3 separate regions of the Mus musculus genome follow, and all the other regions are linked to region 2. The links are chromatin contacts, called in public HiChIP or PLAC-seq maps. All regions are on one chromosome and are shown on one strand. The core of a region is the stretch at or near the end of the contact, and the rest is flanking DNA. Distances in the headings are between cores, read along the strand shown. Region 1 holds the start of Ass1 (argininosuccinate synthetase 1). Region 2 overlaps Fubp3 (far upstream element (FUSE) binding protein 3). Region 3 holds the start of Exosc2 (exosome component 2).

Region 1 (2,817 bases), core at 105-2,604, 120 kb after region 2:
CATGGGCACTGGGTAAAGTCAGAATTCCTTGGGCAGCCCTGAGGCCCTTCCAATGCTCCCAGACTTGGCTGGTTTATGGTGGGAGGGGGAGAGGGTAGGGGGAGTTTGAAATGGAGGCTATTCCAGTCTCTGCCCAGCCCAGCTCTTAGGTTTCTCCACTGTCTTCTTCCTTCTGAAAGCCTTGTCTGGGGCGGGGGAGGGGGTGGAGGAGTGGGGGAGTAGGTGGCTGGGGAGGGTTGCGGGGGGGGGGGGGGGACGGGACCCTGTCTTTTCAGGTCTTCATCCCAGACCCAGTGAGCAAGTGGGCAGACCCTGGCCACAGTTCTCAAAACAGCTCACTGAACTTGAACTCTTGGACAGCAAGAGTTCTGAGTCCAGGCACAAGGCTGGCAGCCCTGGAGCTGGGAGGCTGACGTCAGGGGTCACCTGCCAGGTGGAGGAGCCGCAAAGCGAGGGATCAAAGGAAGGGTTTTCCTACTCTACCCCTGGGGAAAGGGCAGGTCTGCTCCTGCCAGCTGCACTTGCAGACAGCCTGACAGACCCACTTCACAGAGGGGAATACTGAGAGCGCGGTTAGTTCTCCTGGAGAAGATTTCCCTCGATTTCTCGGTTAGCCTGCCTTCCAGAGAAGGGCCCAAGCCGTTAACAAGCCAGAAACAGACATTTCCTGCGAAGGGGCTCCTCCCAAAGAGCCAGCCAGCTAGCAGGAAACCTGTCTAGAAGCCCCACCCAGACTGAGCCTGGCATTGCACCCTACGGAGAAGAGAAACCAGTCACAGCCTAGGAAGGACCCGGGACGGGTAGGCAGGGTTCGCGTGTCCACCAGAGCAGGGTACTGTCACACTCAGGAGAAAGGCACACGCCCAAGCCCCTAAGGGCAAAGAGGGGCTGGACCTTTTGCTTACTTTGAGAAACAAGCCTGAACATAGATCGGCGAATCTGATCCAGGGAGAGGGATTCGGAAGCCCCCAACCCTCTGGACTCTCCGGGACTCTACTTGGAGCCTTCGCAGCACACAGAGGATCGTGAAAAACCAGAGGGGGACCTCCATAGTCCTCCTGCTCCGGAGACCTTGGGACCCGTTCTCCTACATGGGTTCCCTAGGCAGGAGGAACGTGTGCGTCACAGCGCCCCGGACATCAGCCTCCTTCCTTCCACTAACTGCGCGGTCACTCGGGGGCTGCCCTGAGCCCACCCCCTGCAGCTGCTCGCTCCCTCTGGGATTCCTTGGTCATGAGACCCTGGATAGAGAGTGGGGACCAAGAAGGGCCCGGAACTTCTTACCAGTGAGCCCAGGCGGCAGTGGCAGACGGCGGAGCAGGGCTGAGAGAGGCGCGCATCCAGGGTTATAAGCACAGGGCCTGGGGGGGGCAGGAACCTGGGACACGTGGGGACGGGCGCGAGAAAGGCCCCGCCCTCGGGCCCGGCCCCCGCTCCGAGCCTCTCAGGGCTCGAGGCCACCTGCGGGTGGGCGTGGCCCCGCGCTCTCTCCCGCTGGCCCCTCCCTCTTCCCTTGGCGCCCGCACCACCTCCCGGGGGCGCACGGGCGTGGGCTCTTGCAATTTAGGTCCCCTGATCCTGACCCGCTGGTGGCGCCTGGGAGGGCGGCAGAGGTTGGAACCCGCGTGACTAGCAAGGCTGATCGCAGCTGTCTTGCAAGAACCCTTGAAAGCGCTGCAAGGCGGGAGTGAAGATGCAAATTGCTTAGGTTCAGAGGCTGTGTAGCCCCACTCGATTTAAAGACTGAAGCATCTGCCCCTCAGAGGCTCTTGCTTTCCCTGATGCTAGCCCACAAGCCAGAGCTAAGGGTTCACAAGAAAATGCAAACGAGTTGGCCAAGGATGGCTGGGGATGCCATTTTAACGTCCTGGCCTGGCACCTGCCCAGATCGCCGTGGGCTCCCAGTAAATGGTGAATCAAAGCCTGGCTGTCTGCTGAGCCATCAGAAGATGGGGAAGGTTGAGGTTCACAGAGGTGAAGCTGCTGGCTTGTAAAGTGAACCCGGGGGTTGTGGCCCACATGAGCCAGAAAGCCGTGCCAGAGGCTTCCCAGCCTGGCCTGAGCCCTGCAACACACAGGACAGCCCCTGCCCCAGTGAACCTCAACACCCAGGATTACGGCAAGATCATATCCCCCAGGCAGGCCTAGATTCCAAGCCTCAGACGGCTCCATGCCCATGTTTTACCCAGCTTTCCTTACTACTGCCTTGCCCTGAGACTCTGGGTGCCCTCTGGGGTCCAGCCAAGCCCCTTACTCGGTCTCCTGATTTTTGTTCAAGGTCAGAAACAGCAGCTGTGGGGGCTTCTAGGAGGGAGAAGGTGCCAGACACATTTACAAACTTTAGCTGCAGGATTCTTTTGTGCTCCTGGCCCTGTCCTCCAAGCTAAACGTAGCCCATGCTGGTTAGAAACTCCAGAGAGCCAGGTGGGGACGGACGTCCAGGGGACAGCCTGAGGCATCTCTCTGCTAAGTGACACTAGAACAGCTGACCTTCGGGCGTCACTGGACCAGCTCTGGACCTTCCTCACAGACAGGAGACTAGTGAGGTCAATGAAAAGAACATGCCAGCAACTTTTGAGCCACTTTGAGGCCATTGGTCCCCATTTGCTGACTCGGCTTCTTAGGGCTGGCCCAGAAGCTTTCCATCTTACCTTTATGAAATATATGCACAGAGAGAGGGTGCATCTTTCCCAAGGCCACACAGCATGCCCAGAGCATAGCAGAATTTGGGCCCCGAAGCCCAAAAGCCTCTGCTCTAACTCAGGTTTGAACTGAACTGGTTCAGGCAGGAATCACGAACAGGGGGAACCTTTACCC
Region 2 (2,700 bases), core at 83-2,582:
CTAATTACAGCTTAAAAGGAAATGCTTATCAGCATTTCATACTAACAACCTCACATAAGTTATTTTAACTCATTAAACAAACAAAACAATGAAACAAGAAATTCAGGCTAAACCTTCCAACTTAACTGACTGTTGGTGATGTTAACAGACCCAGCATTTTATGTACAACAGGGAGGGAGCAGCTATGTCACTTGCAGCACAGGTTAAGGACATCAACTGACAGTTAACATTCTCTGCAGAAGAGAAGACCACAGTCCCCGGAGCACTTTCCCCTTTCCTGTGGGTGATGCTATGACCAGATACTCTTATCTTACAGATGGGCCTTTTTAAAGCCTAGGGTCTTTGTATCTAAATCCTCAACTTAATGGAGGGCTATGGGGGAAAAGAGAAGCTGAGAAGAAACTAGGCACTTAGCCAAGATTCTCCCAACAAATCCTCAATCCCAGGCACATCTTGCTTTCGAAGCCCCCAACACTCTGTTCACCCAAGAATGCATTCTTCTCCTGTGAAGAGGCTGAAGATCTGAGTACTGGAAGATCCACAGAACCAGCAGGACAATGCCGTCCCTCCTTTCAAATCTAATCTACAGTGGAAGAGAGCAACTCCTCTATTGTCAGAGTCTCTTGAGGCTCTACAGGGGCTGGTTTAGTGCCTCGGATCAGTCTGTTCCTCTGGCCTGCACTGTTCTGGAGAGGGCTGCAGGAACCATGGATCTTAAGAAAATCTAGCCCCTGGCTTCCCACACTTCCAACCTCTGACTTGCTAACACTCCAGTGCAGATGGTGGATCAATAAACAATTAGAAATGATCAATAAATAATAAAACATAACCCACTGCTTACCTTTGATGTACCAAGGCCCCTAACTGGTTACCTACTGTGGCAAAGAGAAAGAGAAAAGAAAAATCAAAGCATTAGCACGGATAAACTAACTCCATCCTTACCCACATTCTTACTGTTCAGGGGGTGGGAGGGAGGCAGAAAGAAAGCAAACAGTAATTTAGGCTCAGTGGCTGAAATGAATGCGTTATGTGATATGAAACAGGAGGGGACATCTTGCTCAACAGCCTCTAACCCAGTGTCCAGCTGAACGAAGGATAAGAAATTGATCTGTATGTCCACATGCTGAGAGCCTACGAGGGAAGCCTGTCTGTCTAAATCCTGCTCTCTCCCTCTTGCCCGGCATCCAAACCCAACGAAGATACTCAGGACGCTCCTGCTCTTTTAAAACCAAATGAGCAGATTTACCTCCATGGAAGCACAGTTGAAGACTGCTCCAAGGCAGCTGTAGTTACAAAGAACATGCACATATGTCCCTGTTTTGTCATCCCTTACCCCACCCAGAACAATTCAGAGAAGACCAGGCTCCGCCCTCCTGCAGCAGCTTCTCTAGCCCATTTCACAGAGTTGAGTGGCAACAGCCTCTCACTATTAGAACAGACTCTGCAATCTCATTCCCAGAGCGGCTGTCAGACTCCCTGATCTGGTTTCTGTCTCTCAGCTATTGATGTGCTCCTCCTTCACCAGCCATCAGCAGAAATGGTTCTATGCTGCTTCTCTTCTGGAAAATGCAGTTCAAGAAATATAGTCAGCAGACAGAGGGAGATTATAAACCCAAACCAATAGTAAAGAACTGAACGGACCTTTCAAGATGCTAAAAAAGCATTCAAAAGTGTGTCTCTGGGGAAGCACACCAATATCTGGAAAGAGTGAAGGCTTAAGAGCTGCTGCGTCCTGTCCAGTTACCTGCCATCCTCTGAACACTGGAGGACTATAGAGAGACAAAGGAGTGCAATCCAGACCCTGATACTCCAAAAGGAGAAACAATACAGCAAAAGTAAACTACTAAGTTCACTGAAGCTATTGATCCAAGAAAAAACAAAAAACAAAAACCATATTCCATCTGGATCAATAGCAAGATGATGGTCTGCAGCCAAAGCACAGACGCTGGACACTGTTAGTCGCTTATCTCAGAGATAGAGTTGTTTTTTAATTGACTCTTAGAACTTTCTTTGCCCTTACCCAGTGCTGGATTCCCATTCGCATGAAATCTGGACACTCTCCAGATTAGGAAAGGAATCCCCATCATAGGCTTTTGCCCAAGAACTGTCCACTAAGGGGGACAAAACAACACACCAAAGAAAGGGGCAAGGGCAGAGGCTTGTGGGGCTGCACAGCTGTTCTACCCCTGTAAAGCCAGCCTCAGTTACATATACACAGATGTCAAGGGCAGCCTGGGCTATAATGAGAGCCCTACCTCAAAAGTTTAGCTTTCCAATTTCCATCAGAATCCCTCTACTAGAGGGTGAAGAGTCCACTGAATACAGAAGAACTAAACACTGCACGTGAATAAGGTCCTGAGAGCTACATGGCAGAGCAGGCTCAGAGACACTGCAGGCTGATGATCTTCAGTTATGACAGAAGCCACAGGAACACAGCAATGGGTGACTTGGTGACAAAGAACTGTGTAAGCCTCACTGGAATATTCCAGGGTTTCTGTTTAAACAGCATTCAGTGACAGCCTGTGCTCACAACTGAAATTCCTTTTTGTTGGCAAGGTACATGTCGTGGGCCTCACACCTGCTATTATTCTAACTGCTTCCCTGACACATGGAGGCATCACAAACACTAGAACCAAACCTGCACACACCACTACTCCCACATACACAGCCTTCAAGGGCCATGGCACCAAAGGAGAATAC
Region 3 (2,700 bases), core at 1-2,500, 79 kb before region 2:
AAGAGGAAGAAAGAACAAACTAGGTGCAACGGACAAACGGCCACACCTTTGAGTTAAGAATTTGGGAGGCGGGCTGGTGAGATGGCTCAGCAGGTAAGAGCACCCGACTGCTCTTCCAAAGGTCCTGAGTTCAAATCCCAGCAACCACATGGTGGCTCACAACCATCCGTAATGAGATCTGACTCCCTCTTCTGGTATGTCTGAAGACAGCTACAGTGTACTTACATATAATAAATAAATAAATCTTAAAAAAAAAAAAAAAGAATTTGGGAGGCAGAAGCAGGTGGATCTCTTGAGTTCAAAATCAGAGCGGTCTACATAGTAAGTTCCAGGACAGTCAGTGCTACATAGTGAGATTGGAGGGTTGGGGGTGAGGGGGGGGGACGACGGGGGGGGGGGGACGGACAGACATCGGGAAGACTGGCTACCTAATGCAGATTTATCTTTGGTGGTAATACAATGGTGGATTTTGCTCTCCTGCCCCACTTTTCAGTTAATACTCACTAACCTACCAATTCCTGTTGTCACCACTGTCTTCCAGGTGAGGATACCGGCCTTAGCAAGGTGCTAAACTAAGGATAACAATGTCAGATGTCCGACTCCATAGACAGCCCTAACTGCCACATGTTGTGACTTTCCGTGCTAAATTTGTATTGTTGGGTACAATATGTTGCCTCAACCCCCGCTCCACCAAAATTACTGCTTCCAAGTCAGGCTTGTCGCTGAGGTAACACTGAAAGAGATGACCAACCCCACTGTCCATTCAGAGGGTTGTAAGAAGGGCCCTGCAACCAGCCCTCCCCAGTTCTCCCTCCCTAGGAAGGCTCAAGAATCTTGAGTTTCAGGATAAGGGTCCAAAAGTTCCGAACGCCATAGATCAAAAGAGGGAATCAGGAACTGACAAAGGTGCAGCCAAGATGCCGGGAGTCAGAAGCGTGAGGCTCGCAAAGGAGGGAACTAGTATGGATGCTCCGATGTGTCCCGGGTAACTCGGGGACTTAGATACAACGGGACAGGAGGCCTGGGTTCCGGGACAGCGGGCCACGTGCAGAGAGCTCTGCAGCCGCCTCCTGAGGCCTTGGGACCCCCAAATCCTCACGTACCGCATGAAGCCTGTGTCCGTGGTGATCGTGTCCCCCGGCACCACCAAGTGTTTCTTAGAGTCGCGGCCCAAGCTCTCACTGAGAGGTTTGCGAGCTTTAGGGAGCCTCATCTCCAACGCCATCTTGGCGCCAATGACTTGCGCAGGCGCAGCTCTACACCGCTCCTCAACTCCCGCCTTCCTTCAGAGAAGCGACCAATGGGAATGGATAGTGTGGCAGCCATGTTGAGTATTGGCAATATTAAGTTAACTCGTGGAAGTGAGGGCACCAAGCTGCCATGTTTACTATTGGCAAGAAAGCACCTGCGGAATGATGAATTCTCATGTCGTAAGGGAATATGACATTAGTTTGGTTTGGTGTTTGGATGTCAGTTTTGTGTTTGTTTTAGAGGAACGACCCCGTGTAGGGCTAGCCTCAAACTCTGTATAGTTGAGGATAACCTTGCTGAGGTCCAGATGTTCATGCCTCCACCTCCCAAATGCTGCGATTACGTGAGTTTGTGTAGGTTGTGGGTTTGGTGGTGGTGGTAGTGGTAGTGGTAGTGGTAGTGGTAGTGGTAGTGGTAGTGGTAGTGGTAGTGGTAGTGGTAGTGGTAGTGGTAGTGGTAGTGGTAGTGGTAGTGGTGTTTGATGCCCAAGAGGACAAAAGAGGATGTTGGAGTCCCTGTAACTGGAATTATAGAAGTTTGTGAGCCATTATGTGGGTGCTGGGAAACGAAACCAAGTCCTCTGGAAATGTGGCCAGTACTCTCAACCTCTGAACCACCTCTCCATTCCAGGTGTAGGATTTTTTAAAGACAGTGCCTCATGTCATCCAGGTTGGTCTCAAACTAGCTGTGTAACCCAGGGTATCCTTGAACTCCTCCTCCTCCACCTCCCAGGAGCTGGGATTACAGGTGTAAGCTGCCATACCAAACTGTATGAGTTTTTACCCAAACTGTTCCATTTCATCATTTTATTTATTGTTGGCAAGTCTAGAGATTGAGAAATGAACCTTGGCATCCAACTCAAAACCACTATAATCTAATATTTTGTAGACTATAGATTTAGGACCGGGATTTACAGGAAACACCATCTGAGGAGAAGCTAGAACCCTCTGAATACTGCTCCTCGTGGGCCTTGTCTTCTAGCCCCTTAGGTGCTGTCCTCACCTACTGCCCTATGGCTCTAATGTGCTTTAGTAAGGACCTCTTCTGAGTGATGACATGTGTCTGCTGAAAGATGACTGTTGTAAACAGTCATGTGACAAGCAAGTCTGTAGGGAGGCATAAATGTAACTTTTATTTTCCTGTTGTAATTGTTGACTGGGAGGTTTACTGTCTTTGTTTGCTAACCTAGGTCTAGTTCTGGAAGCTTCTAGACTCTGTACAGTCTTATCTAGGCCTAAAATGTTTTCAGCCTCTGAATTGCTGCTGAATAAGCTCCCCCTTTCTAGTTCTTTCTGAGCTCTGGCTGGCTGATTCAACTCAGTTGTTCTGTCTCAAACTCTTTTCCCAGCTCACTTATTAGATTTGTCTTTTCTCTCAGCCTCTAAATTCCTGCTTGGCCTCAAACTAACTCTAGCAATCTTATCTAACCGTCTGGCTCATTCTGTCTTT

What was found. HiChIP or PLAC-seq counts read pairs in DNA pulled down with a chosen protein or histone mark.
Region 1: a contact with region 2 is called in an H3K27ac HiChIP or PLAC-seq map of embryonic stem cells, with 6 read pairs. The contact joins the promoter of Ass1 here to the enhancer-like site in region 2. A contact is called at or near these places in 6 of 39 promoter capture datasets (the 3T3-L1 cell line, cranial neural crest, embryonic stem cells and 3 more), 18 of 484 Hi-C or Micro-C datasets (Sertoli cells, cerebellum, cerebral cortex and 6 more), 13 of 115 datasets of contacts at active chromatin or transcription factors (a beta-TC-6 cell line, cardiomyocytes, embryonic basal ganglia and 5 more) and 5 of 9 other capture datasets (adipose tissue, embryonic stem cells, embryonic tail and 2 more).
Region 3: a contact with region 2 is called in an H3K27ac HiChIP or PLAC-seq map of embryonic stem cells, with 7 read pairs. The contact joins the promoter of Exosc2 here to the enhancer-like site in region 2. A contact is called at or near these places in 14 of 39 promoter capture datasets (the 3T3-L1 cell line, HPC-7-derived erythroid cells, embryonic stem cells and 7 more), 9 of 484 Hi-C or Micro-C datasets (3T3-L1-derived adipocytes, the NIH/3T3 cell line, cerebellar granule neurons and 5 more), 6 of 115 datasets of contacts at active chromatin or transcription factors (all in embryonic stem cells) and 3 of 9 other capture datasets (adipose tissue, liver and pancreatic islet).

What each region holds. Positions count from the first base shown.
Region 1 is chr2:31,468,807-31,471,623 of GRCm38.p6, reverse strand. Ass1 (argininosuccinate synthetase 1) reads right to left here and starts at 1,354. Exons shown (of 16, transcript NM_007494.3): 1 at 1,285-1,354.
Region 2 is chr2:31,590,638-31,593,337 of GRCm38.p6, reverse strand. Fubp3 (far upstream element (FUSE) binding protein 3) reads right to left here. Exons shown (of 18, transcript NM_001033389.4): 3 at 842-875. Among named protein-coding and RNA genes, the nearest start is that of Fubp3, 19 kb to the right of the region's middle. Within about 2 kb of position 1,332, at least 17 of the 459 cell types and tissues checked have an H3K27ac peak or open chromatin away from gene starts, as enhancers often do. A contact at or near this core is called in embryonic stem cells and hippocampal neurons, where this site is marked.
Region 3 is chr2:31,669,265-31,671,964 of GRCm38.p6, reverse strand. Exosc2 (exosome component 2) reads right to left here and starts at 1,250. Exons shown (of 9, transcript NM_144886.3): 1 at 1,104-1,250. The coding sequence starts at 1,225.